Linked DNA regions of Ovis aries: region 2 is linked to region 1. The links are chromatin contacts, called in public Hi-C maps. All regions are on one chromosome and are shown on one strand. The core of a region is the stretch at or near the end of the contact, and the rest is flanking DNA. Distances in the headings are between cores, read along the strand shown.

What was found. Hi-C and Micro-C count contacts between places; a contact is called where the count stands out from the background.
Region 2: a contact with region 1 is called in a Hi-C map of hypothalamus, with 4 times the contacts expected there. The contact joins two enhancer-like sites. A contact is called at or near these places in 3 of 16 Hi-C or Micro-C datasets (hypothalamus, skin fibroblasts and tail adipose tissue).

Annotation. Positions count from the first base shown.
Region 1 is chr20:35,790,069-35,795,446 of ARS-UI_Ramb_v3.0, reverse strand. LOC114109735 (a long non-coding RNA gene) reads left to right here. Exons shown (of 2, transcript XR_003586318.3): 2 at 1-738. Among named protein-coding and RNA genes, the nearest start is that of SOX4, 6.8 kb to the right of the region's middle. Within about 2 kb of position 4,121, at least 18 of the 54 cell types and tissues checked have an H3K27ac peak or open chromatin away from gene starts, as enhancers often do. A contact at or near this core is called in hypothalamus, where this site is marked.
Region 2 is chr20:36,579,243-36,584,407 of ARS-UI_Ramb_v3.0, reverse strand. The region is part of intron 5 of CDKAL1 (CDK5 regulatory subunit associated protein 1 like 1); the gene reads left to right. Among named protein-coding and RNA genes, the nearest start is that of CDKAL1, 120 kb to the left of the region's middle. Within about 2 kb of position 3,662, at least 10 of the 54 cell types and tissues checked have an H3K27ac peak or open chromatin away from gene starts, as enhancers often do. A contact at or near this core is called in hypothalamus, where this site is marked.

The DNA.
Region 1 (5,378 bases), core at 2,872-5,371:
AGATCTTCCCGACCCAGGGATCAAACCCACGTTACCTGTGTCTCCTGCACTGAAGGCAGACTTTACTCATTGAGCCACCTGGGAAGCTACTATGTATATATGACTATAGATAAGTAATATACATGCGTAATATGTGTATACACATTAGTTCTATACATGTGTTTACATGTTTCTCTGAAGAACCCTGACTAGTACACATTCTATGGCTTTAGAACCACATCCTGTTTGTGACCACTACACTTTTTCAGAATCTAGAGAGGTGATACTCATCCCACCTCTAGCAATCGACTGAAAGAAATTTACAAGCAGAAGCAATGACTAAAAAGCCAAGATAAGCTAAAGAATCAAATAATTGAAGGCTTAGTATGGTTGGTCTGTTTACTGATCCTAAGTAAACACACGTTAAAGCAACAGCAGAAAATGAAAAGACCAGGAAGAAGGAAAAAGGAAAAAAAAAAAAAATGGAGAGAAATGAGCTAGCCAGAAAAGCCACCGACAGAAGGAATGACCGACATGACAGATAAATAGCAGTGCTGGTGGCAGCAGGTCTCCTGAGAAGGGAAAGGATTTCAGGAAAGTTCAGAAGATGGCAAGGGAGTACAACTTGCAATGAGAAAAGATTACTCTCTGGGTTATTCAAGCCCAGCTAACACCTGTATTCACCATGGGCATTAATGGACATATGGATTGTACTCATAAGGAAGGTCTGGAGTCATTAAAGAGAGATCATCTTCACGAGCAGATTTGTATTTTAGCATCTGTCACATGGTATTGTAGTTAATACGACTCTGTCCTTTCCTACTGTATAACAAGTCACCCCAACATAGTGATTTAAAACAGCGACGTATTGTTCTCACAGATCTGTGCATTGTCAATCTAGGGATTCTTCTGCCAGACTCATCTGGGATCACTCATGTGGCTGTAGTCATCTGACAATCCTGCTGTGGTCCCAGATAGCCTCAGTCACATGCCTGGGACATTAGCACTGGCAGGGCATCACTTTCTCCCCGTAAGTCAGACTAGCTTCTTCACAACACAATGCTCTTTAATATTTTTTGCATATGGACTAAAAAAATTTAATTGGAGTATAATTGTTTTACCATGTTGTGTAAATTTCTGCTATACAACAGCATATGCATACATATATCCCCTCCCTCTACAGCCTGCCTCCCACGCCCCATCCCACCCACCTAGGTCATCACGGAGCTGAGCTCCCTGTGCCCTACAGCAGGTTCCCACTAGCTATCTATTTCACACATGTTAGTGTAGGTATCAACGCTACTCTCTCAATTCCTCCCATCCTCTCCTTCCCCTGCTACGTCCAGAAGTCCATTCTCTATGTCTGGGCCTCTATTCCCACAGTGGTCTTTAGATTTCAAATGGACAAACCCCAATATGCAGGCACTCATCAAACGTTCTGCTCGGCTCATGTCTGCTAATGCCCCATTAGCCAAAGCAAGTCGTGTGACCCGATCTAGAGTTGATGGGGTAGGATCCACAAAGGGCATAAATAGGACAAGGTTGATATATCATAAGAATCTACCACGTCTGCCATGAATTTCAGACTTTGAATTACATTCCCATCCCTGAGTACATTCCCATTCCTCAGTACTTGCCTGCCATCCTTAGTTCGTAATTAACACCTTGGCAGTACTCCCTTTAGACAACATTTTGGGTGTTCTAGTGAAATATAACCTGGGCACACATGGTGGAAATATAGTATTGTATTATGGATTTTGTGCCTATTTCTCCTTCGTATTGTAGTTTGAGCATTACATTGACTTTAAGAATACATTAAAACATAGTAGGTTATACTATCTAAGAATTTTCTCAAAGGATAAAGTTACACTATTATTGTTGCTTTTTAGTCACTAAATCGCGTCCAACTCTTATGACTTCATGGACTGTGGCCCGCCAGGCTCCTCTGTCCATGGGATTTCCCAGGCAAGAATACTGGAGTGGGTTGCCATTTTCTTCTCCAGGGCATCAAACCAGCATCTCCTGCATTGGCAGTCCAGTTCTTTACCACTAAGCCACACCTGGGAAGCCCAAAAGTTATATTACAAAACAGTTTTTCCAGTAAAGCAGTGTCTGGGGTCTGACATTTGTGAAATGAATGAGTTAAGTTTGAGTGTTTATGGACTAGGCTTCAATTACTTACAAATGCTTCTAGCTCAGAGTTCAGTTCAGTTCAGTCGCTCAGTCCTGTCCAACTTTTTGCGACATGGACTGCAGAGCCAGGCCTCCCTGTCCATCACCAACTCCTGGAGCTTACTCAAACTCATGTCCATCGAGTTGGTGATGCCATCCAAACATCTCATCCTCTGTCGGCCCCTTCTCCCGCCCTCAATCTTTCCCAGCATCAGGGTCTTTTCCAGTGAGTTGGTTCTTTGCATCAGGGGGCCAAAGTATTGGAGTTTCAGCTTCCAGCATCAGTCCTTTCAATGAATATTCAGGACTGATTTCCTTTAGCATCGAGAGGTTGGATCTCTTTGTAGTCCAAGGGACTCTCAAGAGTGTTCTCCAGCACGACAGTTCAAAAGCATCAATTCTTCGGCGCTCAGTGTCACTAAATTATTAGTTTAAAACTGTGATCATTAATTTTGATCTCTGTTTTCTGAGAATGCCGCACAGGAAGCACGGGGTAGGGAGTGGGGAGTGAGGGGTCACTTATACATAAGAAAGCAGAGGAAAATCATAAAACTTTCACACCTTAGTCTACCAGACTCATCACCTCTCCAGACCTCCAAACTGCCTCAACCGCGCTCCTTGGCAGGGCCAATTTGCTTAGATTACCGTTCGGCTTGTGCATTTATTACACAATGTACAACATACTGAACAGATGGTGCAGCTCCTGAGCTCAGCAGCTGGAGGGGACGCTCTGCACACAGTAGGAGCACCATAAACATTGATTGACTGAGTTCATTGCCTCGGTTGACTCGAAGCCATCTTGCCCCCGGGCAATATCCTTACATCTCTCCAGGCCCACACCCTGGCCCGAAAGGCGGTGAGCTCGCAGCAGATGGCGAGTCCCGGGTGCCAGGTGTGCAGCACGCTCAGCGCGGTCTGGGGCACCAGGTTCTTTGGTCCCTGCTCCTCCCCACCCCTCCCACTCCCACGAGTCGCCGTCGGCGCCACACGTGATGTCGGGCCAAGGGGGACGCGGGGAGGGGCGGGGAGGGCTGGGAACACGGAGCTCCGGTGCCTGGCGGAGCCCGCGCGTGCTGCGCCCGCCCCCTTTCCCCTCTGAACCGTGTCACCTGGCAGCCCGCGCGGCCTCCGCGCCTCCCCATCTTCCCTCTCTGCGATCGAGCGCCTTTCTCCCTCCCCCGCCCTCTTCCTCTCTTTCTCTTATCTTGACATTTCGCCTCGCTTCCCTCTGCCCACTCCCCGGCGGGTTTCCCTCGCAGGCAGGCGCGCCTGCTCCAGCCTGCCCGCCCCCGCACCACCTCCAATTGTAGGTCAACTGGCTGGCTAACGTTGGCTTAGGTGTGCTCTTGTTTAAGCGTTTTTCCATAAGTGGGATCAGACGCTTTCCCCACGGGGCTCCAACTGGAATTGCTGCTTCTTGGCTGTGGAGTTGGGGGGCGGGGACGGGAATCCCGCGGGATGTGCTGCCATCCACGCCGCGCGCTGGGGTCACTGGGATGGTTTCGGGGCGCCCCGCGGGGGTTGGCAGCCCCACCCGGGCGCCTGCTCCCGGGGCCTGGCTGCCGCGGCGGCCTGCCGAAAGGTAGAAGCATGCGAATCCAAGGGGGACAAAGCGGCGAATCCCTCCGGAGCGCTCCGATTCTCAGTAACTGCGCCCGGGGCGCAGCCTCTATTGGTGATTTACTTGCCAGAAACTCCCTCCTCCCAGACCTGAGACCCGGGGCCGATTCCCGGGGGGCGTCGGTGCGCCCCTGCCAGGGGGCCCTGGCACCTCGACTCCCGCCCCGCTCCCCGCCTTTCCCGCAAGAGGGAGGGCACCGAGGCACGCTGAAGCCCCCTCCCAAGCCCCGGGGGAGGGGATGCTTGAAGAGTGGAGTGCAACCAATTGTCAACCTCCCTTCGCCCTACAGCTTTTCCTCTGTAGCCCCCCCTCTCCCCGCCCACCGCGCATACACCCTGCTCTGCCCTCCCGCACGAGAGCGGGCAACTGCACGCTCCACGGGACCAGGGAGGGGGTTGCCCAGCCCGGGTACGAATGTCGCCTGCCAGCCGGAACGTGGGTTCCAGACGCAGAGCGCGCACGGGGCGGGTGGGCGTCCCGGGTCAAGGCGGTGGGCTCGCTGGAGACCAGGGGGCCCAGGGACTGTCAGTTCCGGTCATGGACGGAATTGGGCCCGGTGGCGGGGGGTGGGGGGTTGGTGGAGGGGATGGAGGAGCCGAGCGCCAGAGGAAACCACCTCCCCCCAACGCGGGCCAGCGCGGCCAATCGCAATTTCGAAGAAGGCTAGGGTGCGGGGGCGCGTGTGTGCCTGTGTCTTCAGCTTCTTCCCCGGTCGTAAACCTAAACGGAAGATGGGTGTTAAAGTGTTGCTGAAAGCATCGCCCGAAACCTGTTTACAGTAGGAAAGACTTTTCCCCGAAAAAGCACAGCCGGAGTCGATTCCAGTGTATTTCCTCCCTGTACCAGTAACCGAAAGACGAGACTCAGCCGCCGCGGCGGAGCACCGCTGACCCCCGCCTACCCCTCGGCGCGCCCAGGGCAGGGAGAGCGCGGTGCCCGCGCCACCGAGTCGCGGCGCCCGGCAGAGGGAAACCATCTTTTGAGGAGGGCTGCCTCTGCTAGTCCTCGAGTCGGGCGCGCCTCCTCTGCAGCGGCTCTCCGAGAGAGCCTTCTAATTCGTTCCGGCTTCGGCAAGATACGGACACGGCCATTGATGAGCTCCCGGTTCAGTGACTAGGTCCAAACGGGAGTCCTGGCGTCCCCAAGTTTCTGGGAGCTTCTGACAAGTGAACAGGAGGTGGCGGTTCGTTGCCCTAAACTCTTGATTTATGATTTAAAAAAAAAATCACCAGAATTCATCGACACACCCTATTAACCGCTGATCGTTTAAACTGCTACCGAAAGAAGGTAGTGGAGGATGCTACCGGTTCAGGAGAGGAGGAAGCGGGGAGAAAGAAGTCCGACCATCCCCACGTTTTCCCACATCTCCTCGTGGGCGCAGGGAGGCTCAGCGCTGCCACCTGGCGGCCACCTCTCCCTGGGCTGGGAGTCGGCTGATGGACGTAAACCCGGGTTCGCGGTGGGTGTGACTTGCTTCGGCTTAGCGAAATGGAGCAGAAGCTCGTGTTCCTGCTTCAAATCTACGTGGCCTGGTGCAAACACTCATTTCCTGCTTGTTCTCACGAGAAAATTGAAAGGAGAGGAAAAATGAGTTGGCGCTGGTATG
Region 2 (5,165 bases), core at 2,413-4,912, 790 kb before region 1:
ATTTCTAAGTCTTGTAATTCTGTTGTCAGTGGTGGCTTTAGAATTAAAGTGTTCTTTTCCTATTTAACCCTTGCGGCTTGAATTCTACTTTGCTCTTTTTTTGTACGCTTTTTATACCTTTGTCTATCCCTTTAATTTAACCATTCTGAACTACTTTGCTTCACTTTGTCTCTTGTGTATAGAACATTTATAAGCCAAATTTAAAATCTTTTTCTTTTAATAAAGCCAAGCTCCTTTGTATTTGTTGATATGACTGATATATTTATTTGTGTCTCATCTCCATGGTGATATTTTGTGATTCTCTTGATATATATTGTTTTATATTTGTTATATTTCTCTATGAGATATACTTTTTTCCTTAGATTACCTAAATGGTAATTAGGAGCATTTGTATTTTTATTTTAGTTGTTACGTTTGTGTTTGTCCTATTTGAATGATTGTATTCCTCTTTTACCTATTTAATCATTTACCATCTATTCAGTGCTAGAGTTTAACTTCTGGCATTTTCCCAATCAGTGGACTTAGTTTACTTAGTCAACTTCCTCTCCCTTTTCTTCAGATTTTTTTTTTCCGCACCATTTGTACTTTGTTACAATGTACAACATTTGTACATTAATCTTCAGCTTTCAAAAATTAATGTTCTCACTTTTATTTTAGTCTCAGATTTACAGTTATTTGTATGAATGGACTTACCACTCTGTTTCTCTGAAATTTCCCTAGTCATTGGTTGGTTGCATAAATAAGCTTATTTTGTAGTAGATTCTTCAAGAAAGGATTATGAATTCCTATTACGTTTAAGACTTTTTATATAGTGTTGATATTTGAAGGACAGCTTGACTGGATGTAAAATCCATTATTCATACTTTTTTCATTGAATTTCTATAAAAACAAAAACAAAAAGCTGCTCTACTGTTGCCATGCATCGTGTTTTAGAAACTCGGATGTGTCAGATTTGCTTGCCTTTGTTCATTGTTTTTTTTTTTTTTTTGCCTGTGGGCCTTGAGTATCTTTATTTTAAAGCCTAAGAGTTTACTAAGGTTTATCCAGGGGATTCTTCCACGTTAACTCTACTAGATATTGGAAGAATTTCAATATGTAGACTCAGATCTTCGTTTATTTCTGGAAAGTTTTCTTGGGTTCTAATTTTAAATATTGGCTTTATCCTTTTTTTTTTTTTTTAATCTTTCGAAATCCAGTTTTATGAATGTTATTCGCATTTCCTGTTCTCTAATTCCACCACTTTCTCTTCGAATTGCTTTTCTTTTTTAGCTTCTTTATCTCATTTTTTGGGGGTGCTGATTGATTTACTGCATTTCTTAATTATTCCCTATTGCATTTTTATTAGTTTTAGAATGTTTCTTTATAGTTAGGTGGGATCATTTTGGGGTGAACTAGTTGGGAAGGCTTTTGAAAGAGTAACTTTTAATCTAGATCTCAAATGAATTCTAGAATATTTATTCATAGTAAGAGAAAAATATTTCAAACATAGCAGAAAAACACTTAAAAAAAAAAAAGAAAGAACCTGTGTGTTAAATTGCCATTGCCATTCCTATTTCTGCCATTCCATTTCCAGCCCTCCTTAGATGAGACCTAAATTATTACTAGGAATGGAAATTATATGTGGATAGTATTTTGTTCTGTTTGGAACCAGCTGACAAAGGGTTCATTATGACCAGTAGCAGTGAATAAGAATAAATTGAATTATTTTTAAATTAGTAATAGTGACTATGAGATAAAATGAGTGGCATTGTTATCCACAATCTGGGCCACCTTGTGTGTTAGACATCTATGTGGAGAGACCCTTTTAGCAGTGAAGTCGCTCAGTTGTGTCTGACACTTAGCGACCCCATGGACTGCAGCCTACCAGGCTCCTCCATCCATGGGATTTTCCAGGCCAGAGTACTGGAGTGGGGTGCCATTGCCTTCTCCATCTCCAGCAAATATCATCCCTTATGTCTTACACATTGGACAGTGTTCTGGAAACTGGAGCATGGACCCTGTCCTCAGCTCTAGATAAGCCTCTTTAGGGGAGAGCTTTGAGTCTAGGTCTGTTTTGTGTTGAATGGTTTTAGAGGGAGGTTCTGGCATAATTGTATAGTTTCTGAAAGATGGATGGATGTTCCTTCTGAAATTTATTGGAAGAACATCTTAGGATACAAGGACATTATCGATTTTGTTGCTATTTTAAGAAAAACTTTATTTTGTAATGATTGTAGACTCCCATATATTAGTAGTTTTTAAAGCTATAACATTATATTTGAAGTTAGTTTTGTTATAAATATATGCCAAATTAAGGAAAACTGAGAGTGAATTTCCTGACAGTCCTGTTAGCAGTGTTTGATTTTTTTTTTTATCTTTATTGCTCAAAGCACTACTATTCTAGGACTAGTTTTTTTTTTTTATAAGATGGTTAAGACTAGACAAGTTGTCACTTGCCTCGAATTGTTCTCTCAGTAAGCAAGACTTCGTTAAGACTGAATGTTGTCTGTCACTGTCTACATCTGTGATTTTCTTTATTCTGATTGAAAGAAAATGTTTACTTTCTGCATGTTGCTTTCTGTGGGGCTTTCAGGTGGCTCAATGTTTAGTTCCACCTGCTAATGCAGGAGATGCAGAAGACTCAGGTTCGATCCTTGGGTTGCGAAGATCCCCTGGAGGAGGAGATCCCCTGGAGGAGGAAATGGCTACCCACTTCAGTATTCTTGCCTGGAAAATCCCATGGACAAAAGAGCCTGGCAGACTGCAGTCCCTGGGGTTACAAAGAGTCGAGCATGACAGAGCAACCGAGCACACACTCGTGTAGCTTTATGTAGAAATCTGGCTGGACAGGGCACTTTTGGATCAAATCTTGAGCCTTAAAAAACATTGAAAAAGACAACTTAATGATGGTTCTTTCTGTTCAGCAAGGTGAGGTTTTTGATAATAGGGCAAAACTTAAACCCATATTTCTTATTTGCTAGCTTATAAAGAGGTATTTTGTTTTATCACCTAAGTTTCCTGACATCAGGATGTGATTTTAAGATGAAAAAGTAACAGTTTTGGATATCAATGATATCCAAAGTTTTTAATATCTGAGATGAACAATGAAAAATGAGAGAAAGGTTGGGAAGGATCCATGACTTCAGTTTTGTTTGTTGCGTCACTTTAGGTGGGGATCTTTAGATTAAGGCTCGTTCCTGTTGGCCCGCTTTGCCTCAATTGTTCAGTGTTGTCCTGAATGCATTTACAGTTCTTTTGCAGGATGGCCTCTCTTTTGTAGATGAATCCCTATAAGGAACACAGGAAGTTGTTACAGTAACTCCCAAAGTGTGATTCTAGGCAGCCCCAGTCCTGTGCTCCCTGGAGTCGGGGAAATCAGTGCTTTCCTGCTGCTAAGTTGTGCATTGTCCCTGGCCTTTGACTGGACAGGCTTGAACCAAGTATTTGCCTGGGTCTAAATTCTGTTTTCTTTCCATGTCTTAAATTCCTACTTTACACCAGGCATTGTATTAGGGGCCAGGGACCCAAAAATGAATAAGGGAGAGTCCAGTCTTTATTTGATAGGAGAGACGGTGTGCCAGCTCTCAGTTTATCGTCTCTTAGCCCCTAGTCCAGCCTTCTCTGTCTTGCTTTGTGGAACTGGAACTGGACCCGGTAATAATAGTTCTCGTGTTAGCTGCTGCAGTCAGTAGAGGGCACTGGTGGGAAGTTGCAGGGCTGTAGGAGGAGAAAAGCACTTCTCTGGCTTCTAAGCCTCCTTCCTTCTCATTCACGGCAGAGCCAGGCCGGGTGCTTGGAGGCCTGGGGAGGATGGAGTGGACAGTACAGATCCTTTCCAGCAATGACGACACTGCAGGCCGCATCCCTCAGGCAGCTCTGGTCCTGGCTGTACCATACCACCTGTACCTTTACGGTCTTCCAGTATCATTGGTTGTTGATCCATAGACTTTTCAAACTATTTTTCTTCCTGATTATTTAAAAAAAAAGGTTAGCAGCAGATTGTAGAATGTTTGGAAAATGCAATTTCAGAGTTGCTTGTGTTCCTTTGTGCACTTAGCATGCTGCTGTGTGTCTCTCCAGTCTTTATCTGCATGGGTTCCTCTTTCATACAGGTGAAATTGTTTGGTGCTATTTTTGTGTCTTACTTAAACACTCAAATTTATTACTTGATATTAATTTTCAATGGCTGTGTAATAGTTCATGTTATGGATATATTATAGTTTATGTACATTTCTTTGATGCTTAAATTTCATCCAATTTGTCCAGTGCATCCAATACATGTATTATGAACATGAAAAAAATGAACATCTCGGGTATACGTCTTTGGGTTCATTGCTGGCTGGCTAATGTATATATATTTTAATGTAGCTTATATTTGCAAAGGTATAAATTTGGTTGAAAACAGTATTTCAAAAACTCCAGGTACATGTTGTCACATTGTTCTCTGGAAAAAGTGTATGAATCAGCTTCCTGTCCAGCAGTGAAAGAGACACATTTCTTTTAGAATTACACCTTTTGACTTTGCTAATTTAATGGGTATTCGGATGATAGTTCCTTGTTTTAATGTGTGTTTCATTGATTATGAGTGTAATCGACTATTTTTAATGTATTTGGATTAGTTACTGTTTATTTTGTCTTTAATTACAGACTTTGTTTTATAAGTATGCTCATGTGAGCTTCTTTGTATATTGAGAATCAGCTCTAGGAGAACTTTTAAAGTCAGGGTTGCTTTACTGTGCTCTTAAAGACAATGAAAGTGAAAGTGTTAGTTACTCAGTCATGTCTCTTTGTGATCTCATGGACTGTAGCCCATCAGGTTCCTCTGTCCATAGAATTCTCCAGGCAAGAATACTGGAGTGAGTTGCCATTTCCTCCTCCAGGGGATCTTCCCGACCCAAGGAGTGAACGTGGGTCTCTTGAATTGCAGGCAGATTCTTTACCATCTGAGCTACCAGGGGAGCCCATTTAGACAGTAATCAAGACAGTGAATTTAACATTCAGATCTTGGGAGAAGGTTTTGTAGACCATTTTTTGCTATTTTTCCTGTGTATCCACCATGGTCTGTTTGAGTACTTTCATCAGTGTACAAAAACAGGAAATAGAGATTATGATATGTTATATTAATAACCATTTTGCTCATACATAATAATAAATATATTTTTCAAATAAGATGAAATATATACTTC